Linked DNA regions of Gossypium hirsutum: region 2 is linked to region 1. Evidence: chromatin contacts called from public Hi-C data. All regions are on one chromosome and are shown on one strand. The core of a region is the stretch at or near the end of the contact, and the rest is flanking DNA. Distances in the headings are between cores, read along the strand shown. Region 1 holds the start of LOC107951532 (BTB/POZ and MATH domain-containing protein 6). Region 2 holds the start of LOC107951543.

Region 1 (7,656 bases), core at 2,035-4,534:
TTCGGAACTTCCCTCTGCTCCAAATTTCGCTGCATGATAAAGAGCTAGATTAAAACTATGTCATTCGTGCCAGGCTACTATACATGGAGGATGAAACTAGTTTCACAGGCTTCAAGAATCTAGTTACTCTCACGAATCAGGTTCTTATTCTGGAGTGATTTATGCTGTAAAGTAAGATAAATAGAAATATTTGCTGTTCTACTTATGTCAAGAGAGAAAATAAACACAGCACTCTTCTAAAACATTCATTTCATAGGAAGCATAAGGGAATATGCGATCTTATGCATCTTAATGGTTAACTAGATACAAAAGTCACTCTTCCTTTTCGTTCAGATCAACTAAGTAATTCTACGGCATTTTCTTTTATTTGTCTAAGCATCATCATTCCTTAATAAGCTCGTTACATCTTGTGACAACTCAGCAGTATATGGTCAGCACCCAAGATTCTCGATTTGGGGTCTCAAGTTCAAACCTCAGGCAGAGAGGTGAAGATTATGGGATGGGAGATGGTTACCTACAATAAGAAACCCGATGCCTACCTAGGCCATCTGTTATATATCTGAAGTAATTACTTTACATGCTCTATAATATTCAAGTGATTGCAAATGACATTATATCAATTCTAGGCAAGATGTGATCATTCAGCTGTCACAAGTCAGTACCACCTAACCCCATAACAAAAGGATTATGGCAAGCATACAAAGTATTCCACATAAAAAAATGAAAAGTATAACGTATTGACAACATAGTAACCAGAATGGGAATTCAATCAACCTATCACATGCAGTTTTATGCTCCACATGCACGATTCTTTCAGCAAGCCAAGGCGATATACCGGAGCTCCATATGTAATCTGCAGCACTTGCAAGAACAGTTAGGGAAAAAAATAACTGTACATACAGAGAGATTGCAATCTGAATGGGGGAAAATGCAAATAACTCAAAATCCATGCCACACAAGCAGAACAAATATTTTATGCAAAAGGAATAAAAGGTGAGTAAAGTTACCAGAATATAGACTCCTTTATCCTTGAGGACCCTATAGTGTGTTATCAACTGCTTCAATATATGGTGAACAGATCAAGAAAACCCATAAAAAGAAATTTCTAATGTAGGCAAGTCTAATAAACTATGTTGCTCAGACTCGAAGCACCATATCCAAAACATGGATATGGGAGGTTCCTTGGAAAGACTTGGAAATATCTAACCATATCTGACACTAACACCCGAGTCCAATTATCATAGCTAGTTACTTTTAATGATTATTATACCTCCAGACTTCCCCAAGCATTTGAGTAGCATTCTGTCTAGAATTATTCCCACACTGCACAAAAAAGTTTCGCATCAGCTTATTATTGTCAAATCAGATCTCAACAAGAACATATATAAGCCACAAATTCATAAACACTCACCAAGATAGAATCAAGGGTCCCTGAAAAAATTCACCATTTTACAAATGAAAATCAGTAATGATTAAGGCCAAAAATAATTTAATTAACGAAATAAAAACAAAAAGCCAACACCTTTATCAATAACTGCTGCAAAGGAACCAGCTTGAAAAGGACTCATATCTCGTACATCCAATTTAATATCTACAAAAAACAGAAAAAGAAAGAAAAAATTGTCAAAAAAAAAATCATTTCCTCGTATTTTATTTTGATTTGAATAAAGAACTCAAGCTATGAATACATTTTAGCTGCTGACAATTAGAGTACTTGGTTTGCATAGCTTCAATAACCACAGAAGATATATCAACGTTAACAACATCCTCGTAACCATCGTTCACCATGTCTTCACTAAACACTACAACAACAAAAAAAAATATAGAGATTTGGTACATAAAACTAAGAGATCTGAAAAAGGGTATGCATTGATTTTGGAGAGGAGTAGGTACCTGAGTTGCCACAGCCGACAACGAGAATACGTTCATGGCGGTGAGGCACATAAAGGTGAATAAGAGATGCTAAGGCAGGGTATTTTTGGTACCAATCAAAAGGAGCTGATTCATGGGCATAGCGGTTATCCCAGTACCATGGCTCACCGTATGCTTGAGATGATGGTGTACCCAAGGTCATCTTCTTCTTTTTTTCTGCAACTCGGTTTATGATATATGTTTGTTGAACTGTAATGAGATTTGGGTTATGGATTTTATTGCAAAAAAATGTTGGCAGTTTCGGAGTTGGTGAAATAAATCAGGTTGTCTCGCAGGTACACCGTGTGGAGCTTTTTCTTTTGTTGGGATTTAGCCATGTTTATCATCAAACACCAAAGTACTATGTATCTCTCTCTTACCAACACGTGTGTTTGTTTTAATCCACCCGATTAGGAACTTATTAAGGGTTATTTAATCATAATTATTATTAATAATCTTTTTTATTCATTGTCTTGAACTAACATTTTGGTCGTGTGCTTGTGAGAATCACAACAGGCTTTTTTTGCTTCACCATGTTTTTATGATAGGGAAAAAAAAAACAGACAGGGATAAAATATATGCTATGAATATTTCGTTCTTGTAAAGCACAGTGTCAATAACCATTGAAGTTTAGTTGCATAACCTGCTATATGTATGTATGTACGTCGGCAGAATATGTCAGCAGACCCGGCGAACATAAATTGGAATTGTCTTTTTCTTTTGTACCCATAAGTCTCTTGAAGTTTGTTACATTCAAACTACATTTAAGTGTATTTTTAGATATTCTAACTCAATCACAACAAATAAATAAATTCACTCTACAGAATGGATGACAATTGATCTAGCTTAACTTGTAGGTGCCCAAAGAAGACAATTTTTGCTCATGTTCTTAGGACAAGACTTATGTTTTGCGGGTCAAGTTAGATCGTGACAAAATAAAATAAAAATGATATTGGAATAAAAGTTGAGAAAACAAGTGAGCTCTTTCTTATAGCCTATAAACTAAATAAGTAAGCCCTTAAAGTTGGTTTTGAACCCTTAAATCTTCAGGTTTTGAAGGAGCATTAAAGTCCCATAGATAGAATCAATTAAAGGATTTTGAGAAATAACATGTAAGCAAACAATACCATAAATGGTTTCTGATCCTTTTACGAGGCAAAAGCCAAAAAGCCCAAAGAGGAGCATCATAATAGCCGAAAATAAAAGCAAACGGTAGTTCAAAATGGAATGCCTGTTATATTAACCGTAGAAAGGGGGGGGGGGTGAAGGATGTGACTGGGAACAACAAACACCTGTTGGCTCAAATAAAAAATTGATATTTAAAATGAAATCGAGTATGTATTAAACTTGTAGTTGTAAAAAAGCAAGTCATTAGACATATATGCACGTAAGAATTTTCAAACAACCATTTTTTCCCTGCTCTCATTTCAATGGATTGCAGAACCTGCAAGTAAAATAAAGGAACAATGGTCATGGTATATTCTCTAAAAGCTTTTACTTCAAATTTTAATTGCTTCTTTGGTTTTGGAAAATAAATTTCAATTGCTTGATACTCCATCTTTCATTAAGCAAGTTGAGAATAATAACAGCTTGTTGATTTATCACAACATTCCTCTCTAAGCTAAGGATGAGATTCTGTTTTACATATATACATACAGATACATAGCAAATTAGCTATATTTCTAAAGAAAGTTGTGTCCAAAAATTTGTTGCCATGGCAAACTTGGTCTATAGTAACCTAGAAGGTAGGTATCCTTTTGTGCATGCCTGGTTTAGTGTTTTTATGAGCTAATTATAAGCTTGTTCTCATTGCAGAAGTTGGAAGATGTATATCAGAAGCAGCACCTAGACATTACATATTAAAGATCATGTCCTTTTCTTTACTTGCAAAGACTGGCATAGACAAGTATGAATCTGGAGAGTTTGAAGCTGGTGGATACAAATGGTATCATTAATTTCTTCAACACCGTGTATGTTTATTAGCTTAATTAGCCTTCTTTTAATTTGTGTATGGTCACAGGAAACTGGTGCTGTACCCACATGGAAACAAGAGTAGAAATGTAAAAGAGCACCTTTCTCTCTACTTGGTTTTTGCAGATGTTGCTTCTCTGATTCGTCTTGATTCGGAAGTCCACGCTGTTTTCCGGTTTTTCCTGCTTGATCAGACCAAGGACAATTACTTGGTAGTTCATGGTATTATAATTTCCCTGCAAACAACATTACTGTTTTTATTGATATTTGCAATGAACAACTACTTCAGATATATAGGTGGAATGGAGATGCTTTAAAAGAGAATTTTTTACCTCTGATTTTGATGCCTAGATGCCACGGGAAAAGGAAGGCCGTTTCATAGATCAATGCATCAGTGGGGATTTGATCAGTTGATACCAATTAGAAGTTTTAATGATGTTGGCAATGGATACCTACTGGATGACAGTTGTGTGTTTGGAGCTGAAGTGTTTGTTACCAAGGAAATGACCTCAGGGAAAGGAGAATGCTTATCAATGATAAAGGATGCCTTAAGTTCCAAGCATGTTTGGAAGATCGAAAACTTTTCCAATTTAGATTCAGAGTACAAGGAATCACAACAATTCTTTGCTGCCAACCATAAATGGTATATATCCACTTTATCTCCTACTCCTCTATGATATTTGTTAGAGCATATCGTGGTGATAACAGGAGCACCTTCAAGGTTTTGTCTCTCTCGGCTCTAAAGAGAGCTTAAGGGTGTCTCTTGATGCTTGAACAGGCAAAACCATGACTAAAGAAAAGCAATCACATGAGGACAAAACCTTGAGGGTGTGCCGGTTCTTCAACAGCACCCAAAGAGGACGATACCTTCATATTATCTGTGACTGTGAGATATGCTGTAACGATATTCTAAGATTTTAATTGCAATTTCAAGGGGATTTTGTTCACCTTTATGATGCAGGAAAATACATCTTTTTCCCAGAGGAAGACGGCATGGATTAGGCACTCATATATCGATGTATTTGGCTTTGGCAGATTCTGCCACACTTTTGGACGGTTCTAAAATATTTGCAGAGTTCACCTTGCGTATTCTGAACCAACAGCAGAGCAGGCACATTGCTGGAAAAGGTATAAAAAGCTCAAATCATCTGTAAATAACATTCACTAAACATCCTTACAAAAATGAAAATCGAATGTACATTAAAAAGCATAATATTTTCATTTCTGTTGCAGTTAGTCACTGGTTTAGTAGCTCAAGCCAAGAAAGTGGGTGGGAAAAATTTGTTTCTCTGGCTTATTTCTATCATGCAAGTAGTGGGTGCCTAGTGAAAGATATATGCATGGTGGAAGCTGAGGTGACTGTCCACGCCGTTTCCAATACATTGTAACTAATGTTTTGCTATAATTAAACTCGGGGCTCGCATTAGACACTCGTGACCGATGCATATCTAGACACGAGTAAAAGGTATATCTAGACACAATGTGCAGTGCCAATATGTTACATAAAAAAGGAAACATAAATATGCAAATACAAGTCATATAAACATTTTTTTAGTTAAATATAGTTACATCATTTACAGATCAATAGGGTGAATTGAGCTATAAACAATTACAACAATACATACATAGATATGTATATATATTTGCCAATGTTTTACATTGAAGATTAAAGATGCAGAGGAGAGTTTAGCCAAAAGTTTTCTCAGTGCTGTAACACATGTAGAGAAACCCATCATCATCTTTGAAAGAATTATAGACACACCCCATGAGACTTGCTGCGTAGTTGAGATAAAAAGAAAAAATGGGTCAGCAAGTTCTTGTTTAATGAATCAATTAGTAAGAATCATCAATGAGAGAAATGCAGATGGTTTTTTAACCTGTTTGAGGTAATGTATTGTGCACAAAAACAAAGAGAGCTTTTCCAGGACTCAAATGTAGCCTGCTACTTAAAATGTGAATGAACTGACCCACCAACATGTCTCGAGGAACCAGGATCCTTGAGAGCCAAGAAAACAGGAGAGTTAAAAGAAACCAATTAATAATATTTACCAAGTTTTATTAACTTTATATATATATAATGAGAATAAAAGGAAAAAGAAAACAATACTTATTCTTCTCTATAACTGGGAGGTCTGTCCTTGAATACCTTTCAATGATCACCTGGAATATAAACAAACATATAATAGACAAACAAAAAAAGTGATCAATAACCATCATTTATGGTTGAGGCTGACACAATGTTTGAGCCTATAGCTGTAGTTAGCAGGTTAATAACTCAAAAATAAAGTGACCAAAAATTATTACATCCAAGAAAACCCTTCTCAGACCAAAATTCGATTAATCAGATACTGTAATAGAAAAGATCATATTGCAATTCATATGCCTAATATTTTTTAATAACAATTAGGAACCTTGGCCAGCTTAGTATAGGCAAACTACGCTCCTAGCCTCTTCCAAAAATTATTAACTTAATTTAAGCCCTTTAGCCCCTTAATTAAATGGTAAAATTACTACTCCAAAAATTTAATAATTTAATTGAAGTTTTTTTAACAAATTTTTTTAAAACTTTTATCATCCAAAATTTTATCATTTTATGTCAGCCTCAACATAAAAATTTCTCCTATATAAATAAAATAATAAAAAAATCAATGAAATTAGAGATGCTGGTGATTAAACTTACAGGAATTCGATCTGGGTATTTGGCTAATATAGTTTTTGATTCTTCCAGTCGTTGCTCTGCAAAAACAAAAACAAAACAAAAACAAAAACAAAAAACCATAATCATAATCATAATCTAAAGGTAAAGAAAAAGGTACTCAAAATATTTACCTAGTGATTGCTCCTTTAGAAAAGGCTGACGCTTCACCATTGTTATTATATCTTTTGATAAACCAGAGTTTTTTCTGAGTAAGACAACAACAACAAAAAAAAGAAACCAAAGGAGAAAATGTGGCCTTTTTAGGTAGACATTTCAACCTAAGAGAGGACCTGTCTCATTGTGTTTTTGAGACCTGTTTCAACCAAGCTGTTAAGACGTTAGTTTTGAGGATGTTATTAATGTCGGTACCCAAAAGAAACAATGGTAAATAAAGTATAAAAGAATTATTCGACTAAAGAAGTAGTTAGAACCATTTTGCCTGGTTGTCTGATTGATGTATAAAAAAGACAATAAAAGAAACGGTTGGGTGATGGTGAGATGTATGGGCGGCATAATTCCGGCTTCCTTTAGTAGCTCCTTCATGTCATTAGCATAGACGATTAAAATGGCAATGTTTCATGAGTTTGTGGCTGATTAAAGCCTCTCTTCTTCTTCTAAATCTCTGTTAAGGAAGGCCATTCAACATTTATCTCTAACTAGGTTTAATTTTGCCAAATGTGTCCTATAGGTTTGCGGAAATCCCTTGGCAAGGCAACAACGGTTTGGATCAGCCCACAATGATCATAGAACTGGATGAGAGCTTGTATGAGGTACCCCGTTAAAGTTTATGACTCTCATGTGGGTTACCATTTCGATGTGGGCAGCAGGAGAGATTAGATATTCAGATCCCGCTATTAAAATATCTCAACTTGGTAGTTGATGATTCTTCATATAATATCTTAGTGAATTAGTATTAATTCATTTCATATTATATTTATATATTACTTTTTTTTAAATACAAATTAAGAATATATAATAAAATCCCAAGTGATTTGTGAAATTAAAAAATTATACCATCGATGTAAGAAATAATTATCTTTTATTTATAGATTTATTCATTATATAGGATGCATAAT
Region 2 (7,656 bases), core at 2,692-5,191, 340 kb after region 1:
TATTACAAAAATTTTCTCAAAAAAATGTATTTTTTTTCATTGCAATCAAGAACCTTTTATAAACAACTCTAGTCTCTTTACTGCAATAGCATTATTGAAGGCTTTGAATCCCTTATAAGCATTATACACTCTACATTATGGATTCTCGTAACATATTTTCTTCGAGGAACACTATTCTTTCTCTTAAGTGTTTGACAAAGCATTATTTACTCTCACGAATATCATTCATTGTTACTATTCATGTCTGACACTTAACTTTTTTGGTTTTTCTTATAACATTTTAGAGTAGAGGTGCTCATGCATAATAATGTTTTTATCTAAATCATCTCAATTTTCAAGTCTAGTTTAGGACTCCCCAAATTATATTAGTCAGTGATGAGTGTGTAATTTTCTAATTATTTCTGATATTTTTTCTCTTGAATTATGCTATTTAAGTTATTAATTATATTATTTATACTTATATTTTATTTATTATTGATTTAGGTAAATAATTGAAGAAAAAAGGAGCTTAAAGTTTATTTTTGACAGTTTTTATAAATTAGATTTTTAACACAACACTACTTCAATATTTTGGTCATAATTTAAGTTACAGACTCATAATACCGATTCAAAGAGAATTGAAATCTCTAATTGAAGTTATTCTTGGCTCAAGCCCAAAAAAATATTAAGGTGTTCAATACTAGCTAAGATGTTTGATGCCAAAACCAATCAAAAGATACCTAGATATAACTAGCTCAGTAATTTTAAACCCTTTTTCTAGTAAAAGGAACTACAAAGTTTGATTTAAGTAATTTATGAAATCTAATTGTTCTTTAGTATTTGCAAGTCTTCTAGTTTAATTACAAATATGTTAGTTCATTGAATATAAAACTCATTCAATTGAATGCTTGTCTTTGTCAATTAAAATTGTTAAGTATGCAATTGTTTAATTTACTCTAATACTTATAATGAACAACATAATTAGATATGATAAAATATGCCTTATATGTTGTGTGAGAATATGATTTTAACTTAAATAAACCCTAAATAGGATAGTAGACACAAGAGAGAGCCATCATGGTAAACCATTCAAGATCCTGTACCATAACTATGTTGACGTTCATTTAGGTATTTCTGGCTCGCGCGTAACAAGCAGAATGATATCGTGATAAATGTAAAAATTACATGTAACAGGTATAGACTGCATTGGCAGGCACCCCAAATACTCCTTGATCAGCAGCAAATATATGCCTCTAAAAGGGTACAATGCATCACATGAAAAAAAAAATGAATGAACATGTCGGTTGACAAACGTAGCTAGACACAGCTCTAGCATCACACGTGGTGGCAGGCTCTGCTGCACATTTCTTCCTTGTCCTTGGCTTCTGGCAGTAAACTGGAAGAGTTAGCTCCATTGGCTCAGTGCAATGATATTGATGATTGAATGTTTACCTCAATCCAACCAAATAAACAGACATTACAGTCAATACATGGGGGTGGCATTGCCATTGCCACAGGTAGGCCATTGATTCGTTGTTTGTCACCTTTTCAGACATTTGCATTTGCTTCGCATCTTGACGTTATAAGCATGTTCTTTAACCATGTTGTAGTTGTAGTAACCATACAAAGTAAATTTCACTTTTGATGGCAGAATAAAGAGATACTAAGAAGTCATCAAATGCATCATGCACATTCTCCTCAACATCCCCAAATTCCAAAGCATTTGCCAACCTAACTAGAGAGAGGTCCCTCACTTTTTTGAAGTACTGCAACCAAACCATTTATCAGCTTCAAGCCTATCTCCCGTCTCGAACCTTGCCATGCATGTATCCTTGGAAAGCAAACACTCTACCTAGGCTCCCGTATGTAAGTCAAAATCCGGCAAACAGTGACCCTCATAATCATCCTAATGCCATAAGTCCATAAAAGTTTTTAAACTCAGCATGTCCCTGACCCGTAGTACTCTCCTACTGCAGGAGTGACCTTTGCCCGTTATCTGAGATTTTATTAGAGAGACAGAACCAAAGCCCCAAAGAACCTTTAATCCATTGAGGCAATATACAATCCGATGGAATCAGCACTCACTTTAGAAAGCGACTGTTTTCTTCTTCAACAATAACTGCTAAAATCAACTCACTGTCGCCACATAACATTTAATAGATACAAAGAAATGGGAGGAATAGGGTGGGAGAATTGAATGCTTCTGTTCTTCAATGCAGTGTAGATTTAGGTAATCATATACGAATTAAGCAACAAAAACAAACCTTTGAAAAGGAAAATACCAAACTTTTTTACTAGAAATTGATGCCTTTCTAACAAAGCTTGCAAGACAACAAAGAAAAAATCGCAATAATATTCAAAAAGATATAGGATTTTGTATAAGTTAAAAATGAAGGCTCAAGTCCTGATCAACTTAGTCCAGGACTGACTGCACTTACATAATGGGAAGCAATAGCATAACCTGCTCCCCTGAAAATACAGCATAATAGCATTCTAAAGTGAGAGATAATCCCGGGTATGCCATCATGATTCATTTAATTAAAGGACATATCAAGGGTGCAAAGCATCTAAAGACAATTTTGACACTTCTTTTTCTTGTAATTTTGTAAGAACAGAAAGTCCAGAGAGCTTTAGTTTTGGCATAAGAAGGGCTAAAGGTGAAGCAAATAAACAGAAACAACGAGCTTAATGAAAAATACATACAGGGCAATAGAGAAAGCTACAATTGAATGCAAACAAAAAGCTTACTGAATACAGAAAAACTCCTAAATCATCTCTACAAAGATTTGACATATGGTTCCCATGAACAGAAAGGCTAAATACCAACAAACGAAAACAAACACTTTACTGAGATTGTTGGAATCACCAATGATCAATTAGGCATACCATGAGTGCTTTGTTGACGCTGCAACTTGGGGATTGAAATGGGTACATTAGCACCAGAAACTGAATACGACCCATTGTTTCCCTTGTCGGGAATAGGAGATGGAAGGGATAAAGAGCTTGCTTTGGCGTCAGCAGCAGCAGCAATGGCAGCATCAGGTTTAGATTTGGGAATGCCTACGAGGGACGACTTATGTCTATCACTATCCTTCCGGGCCAACAAGGCGAGTCTCTCGAGAGCCTCTTTGGCTCTCTTCTTTGCCAAAGTAGCTTCTTTGACCCTCCGCTCAGCCTCCACTTTCGCAACGGCGGCAGCTTTGGTCATAGAGGCGGCAGCAATCTTAGCAGCAGCTAGAAGTGCCTTAGCTGCTTCCTTGTCAATAACCCTCGTGTTCGTCGTCTTGTTGTTGTCGTCGTCGCCGTCGTGGGTAGATCCGGGAGGATGATCGGGCGTTGACTTGGGTTTCTTAGTAGGGGCGAGATTGAAGAAAGAGAAATTAGGGTTGGAGCAAGGGGGACAGGTAAAGGAGGTAGGCAAGAGGGAAGAGGAGGAGCAAGAGAGGTGAGAAATGGAAGGGCATTTGAGGCAGATGAGGCGCTGGTGAGGGGGAGGGGACTCGTTGAAAACTTCGAGGCAAATGGGGCAGAAGAGGCCCTGGTGGTTCTTGAGGACGCAGTTGGTGCAGAGGCGTCGATAGCTGGCTCTGTGGCGGAGGTTGTGGAGGAGGAAACGCTCAGGGGCGCCGCAGCCCCCGCATTCGGACAGCTGATCCCGCTTCATGCCCGGAAGGCAAAATGAAAAATCCCAAATGTGGGGGATAATATCCAACACTAAGTTCCTTGACAAGGCTAGGATGTAGGAAGAGGGAAAGTGAAGGGGTTTAGAGTGTGGGTGGTCAAAAGACTCAAAGCAGATTAGTGATTTTCATTTGGTTGTCTGCCTGTCTGTCTGTCTGTCGGAAAAGACCCAAGTTAATTGTGTTGTCACAGTACACACTACAGTACATCATACAGAGATGAAGGGTGGGGGGGGGGAGAGATTGGAGATTAGAGAGAGAGAGATGCTGCAATTGGGTACTTGGTTTGATTTTGCTTAAGGTGACTAGGATAATAATGTCTTCAGAATTTGGTAATGGAAAGAAAGGCCCAATATGGGATAGAGGCCCATTAGTCTAAACAACTATAATACAAGGCTTATCGACGGCCTTGCCATCAGGCATGTAAATAAGACACTTATATAATAATCACGAGCAGACCGGGTATGAGCTGCAGATGGATTCAACTGTGAATGAACATAAGGTTATTTATTAAATGAATAAGTTTCAACAGTCTATTTATGCTCAACAACTAGTTTATTTATAAACTCATTTATAGACTCGCTTATTTGAAGATAATATTTCCTATGAAAAATACTTAAATAGCATTTTCCCTTTATTTTTACATTTATATTTAGTTAGACTAAACATATCAAATAATAAATTGAGTTTGAACATAATATTAAAATTGTAAACAAACACGAGTAACTTTAAATAAATAAAAAAAACAAACACCAACAAAACTTCGTTCATTTGAGCTCGTCTCATTTATTGATATTATTGCATACTCCTCGAAAGTTTTCATAGCATGTAATGTTAGCCTAAATGCGTTCAAAAAATTGCATTACTATTTAATTCAAGTTTAATAACCATTTAAAAATATAAAAAAATGTTATCAACAGTTATTATATCTAATGTCCTATAAGTTTGTACTCGCAAAAGCAAAATTTCAGGTTTCCTTTCATTTATTTAAAATAACTCTCATTCCTGTTACAGAAAAATCAATGCTCAATTTGCTTCAAAAATTCATACATCAACCTTCATCTCTATAACCATTATCTCATATTACATTCCTTCCTGAAACCAAATAACTAGGACACAAACCAACTTCTTACTATTCCGCAAGTTAACTGGTCCGGAATTTAATCTGCCATCCGACAACCAACTCAAACTCCGCCCCACGTCAATCGGCTACCATAAACGGATCTACCTCTCCAAGATCAGCAACCAGAGGCCCTATATTTGTTTCATCCTCATCTTCTGCTGCAAAATAAGTCGGGAACGGAAGCATTGAAACATCAGGTTTCTTGTAAACAGAATCCTTTATGAAGACAAAGTTCCCTTTAGCACCTGGGACCTGTAAACAATAACCAACTCCCTAAACAATACTGCCAATAAAAAACTATACAGAATACAACATATTAGATGGTTAAGAACTTCGGATGCAATGTAATTTGTTCCCATCCTTTGAAGGGGATTAGTCCCTTATTTTTATGACAAACATCGGATTTGGAAGCTTGCAACTGTTGTGCAAAGGCTATAGCCTCCTGATTTTTTCCATTCAAAATTCTTAAGCACTTAAAATAAGAAAACCATACCTGACCCCTCACCCACATCAAATTCCTTGCAGGATCTATCTTGTATACCCACACATTTTTTACTGTTCTCGTCTTCCCACCCATGCGCCCAGGCATCTTTTTCCCTTTAAATACCTACATAACAATAATTGATCGTCAATTATGACTCAAGGGCATTCCATATGGTAAAGACTGATAAACAAATGGATACAAGAGTTGTAATGAAGATTAGGTTGACAATGCATCAATGCGACAATGCATCAATGCCCTGACCTGGCTCCATGCAAAAGTGCAGTAAAACCACAACATCAATGGCTTGGTAATTAGAACTGAGTAGTAATCAACTACAGAGTTTGCAAAACCATTTTTCCCCTCAATTAATTACATCAGTCAAAAACATCAGCAAAAAGTCTACACAAAAATAACTATGCAGAATAAAATCAAATTATTGGATTGAATCAATCATATCAACAAGGGTAAGACAAGAATCCTGCACGGAAAGCTGTAATAGGCCTAATGATTTTGTTTTCAACAATAAAGTTATTAATTCAGATAAACATAACTTCTTCAGTGTTTGATTGAGAAATATAACTGAAAAGCCTGCTCAAATAGTAAGAGGTGTAGGGGAAAAACAAATCTTGTTACAAGAATGAACCAATCAAATGAACATGACTGGATGATGTGTCCAGAAGGAAGCTTCACAAATAAAGAAGCTTAAGCTATAAAGAAGTAATTACTTATCCAAATATCTTGGGTATCATGCTTAAACACCTAAAAAGATGCTCTACTAGCAATTTCTAAGATGAACAAGAATCTCAGCTAGAATTCAAGATATTTGTCTCACTAAAGCTTAAGAAGTTATCATCTTGAATGGAAATAATATGCAAAAAAGTATCCACAAGCACATCTACCAGTTAGAATATTTCCATTAAAAAGAGGACATGTATAAATAGAAAAACAGCATATAATTGAATATCTACGAGATAAAAACTATCTCATCATACGACCACATCAATGCAATAAAGTATAAATAAGGCAAGATAAAAAAATTCTAAAGTAGAAAGAATTCAGAGGCCTCCAAGAAGGCGTCTTAACAGTATTGGAACTTTTACCCTGGAGGCTCAAGTACGGTGCTATTGCCTATTTTGTATCCCAAGGCCTAGCTATATATGTATATTAAAAAAGAAACAAAGAACAAGCAGATTACATCAAGTATTCCAGAATATCCTTAAGGCATTGCAAACCAAACTAGCTATACAAACCTTTCCAGGAGCATCCCTCTGACCAGTAGAACCAGGACTCCGATGCGATAATGATGCACCATGAGATGCCGGCATTCCTTTAAATCCCCACCTTTTCATTGCACCCTGGGCAAGTAAAAGAAACATAAGACATTTGATTGTTCAAGTCCGAAACAAATACTAACTCCATCATCCAGAAGGATCGGAACTATGAACCACAAATCGCCTGTGTCCCCACCAAACAACTCAAGTGCAAGAATTAGATAGAATAGAATATGAGAACATTTGGCATGCACATACTTGATGCCTAAATTAACATCACTGGATTTACATGTGACCATCATCCACCAGCAATTCATGTATCACTAGTAAAATTTGCACTTCTGCACAATCAACTGTAAATAGGTTTCAAAGAATCTGAACTACACTTGCTAGCTCTACTAGTCTCTCTCTAAGCAAATAGTTCAAGGATGGAATACCTGCTAGAGCTAAAAACAACTGGTACAGAATATATTAATCATTAGGTGTTGACACATAAAGAATGAATTCATCAATGAGAACATAACATAAAAGGAAAATTGATCGAATAATAAATTAAAATCACCTGAAAACCTTTCCCTCTAGAGGTTCCACTGACATCTACATATTGGCCTGGAACAAAATGGCGCACCCCAAGTGATGTACCAACAGGGAGAAGAGCATCTTCCGTGACGGGGAACTCCTTCAATTTCCTCTTCAAGGGAACACCTTGAGCTCTGAAATGACCCACCTCAGGCTTTGTCAAATGTTTAGGCTTTTTGTGGCCGCAACCAATCTAAGCAACACCACAAATCACAGAGCTTGAGTGACTGTTCAATCATGATTTGATTAAACATCCTAATAGACGGTTGCTGACCAGTATAACTAAAGAAAATACAATGAATACCTGAAGGGAAAAGATTCCTTCTTTTTCAACAGTCTTGACCTGAGAGACGATATTGTCATCAACCCAGAGGATGGTAATGGGAAGCCTAGCACCCCATTTGTCCCAAAGAGCAGTCATGCCACACTTAACGGCAATGATCCCAGTTCGCTTGGAGTTGGGAGTCATGATAGCTGGAGTGGCCTGGATGATGCGGGCGGGTGGTTTATGGAGGATCTGGGAGCCATCCATCAAGGCAT

What was found. Hi-C and Micro-C count contacts between places; a contact is called where the count stands out from the background.
Region 2: a contact with region 1 is called in a Hi-C map of leaf, with 1.6 times the contacts expected there. The contact joins the promoter of LOC107951543 here to the promoter of LOC107951532 in region 1. A contact is called at or near these places in 3 of 34 Hi-C or Micro-C datasets (all in leaf).

Annotation. Positions count from the first base shown.
Region 1 is chrA02:9,126,960-9,134,615 of Gossypium_hirsutum_v2.1, forward strand. It overlaps LOC107951532 (BTB/POZ and MATH domain-containing protein 6), which reads left to right and starts at 3,285. Exons shown (of 6, transcript XM_041090321.1): 1 at 3,285-3,386; 2 at 3,727-3,856; 3 at 3,932-4,104; 4 at 4,234-4,525; 5 at 4,844-5,010; 6 at 5,116-5,436. The coding sequence starts at 3,780. The coding sequence ends at 5,270. LOC107951533 (EEF1A lysine methyltransferase 4) reads right to left here and starts at 3,200. Exons shown (of 9, transcript XM_016886599.2): 1 at 1,894-3,200; 2 at 1,689-1,802; 3 at 1,523-1,591; 4 at 1,412-1,431; 5 at 1,271-1,323; 6 at 1,008-1,038; 7 at 775-853; 8 at 1-29. The coding sequence starts at 2,074. It overlaps LOC121215575 (a long non-coding RNA gene), which reads right to left and starts at 4,990. Exons shown (of 4, transcript XR_005911491.1): 1 at 4,831-4,990; 2 at 4,215-4,749; 3 at 3,984-4,118; 4 at 3,477-3,756. LOC107951534 (autophagy-related protein 8i) reads right to left here. Exons shown (of 7, transcript XM_041090343.1): 3 at 6,712-7,656; 4 at 6,563-6,618; 5 at 5,990-6,042; 6 at 5,760-5,878; 7 at 5,406-5,657. The coding sequence starts at 6,751. The coding sequence ends at 5,569.
Region 2 is chrA02:9,469,639-9,477,294 of Gossypium_hirsutum_v2.1, forward strand. It overlaps LOC107951543, which reads right to left and starts at 3,942. Exons shown (of 1, transcript XM_016886628.2): 1 at 2,548-3,942. The coding sequence starts at 3,643. The coding sequence ends at 2,852. LOC107951544 (50S ribosomal protein L3-2, mitochondrial) reads right to left here. Exons shown (of 5, transcript XM_041090456.1): 1 at 7,421-7,656; 2 at 7,100-7,309; 3 at 6,517-6,621; 4 at 5,276-5,389; 5 at 4,616-5,034. The coding sequence ends at 4,861.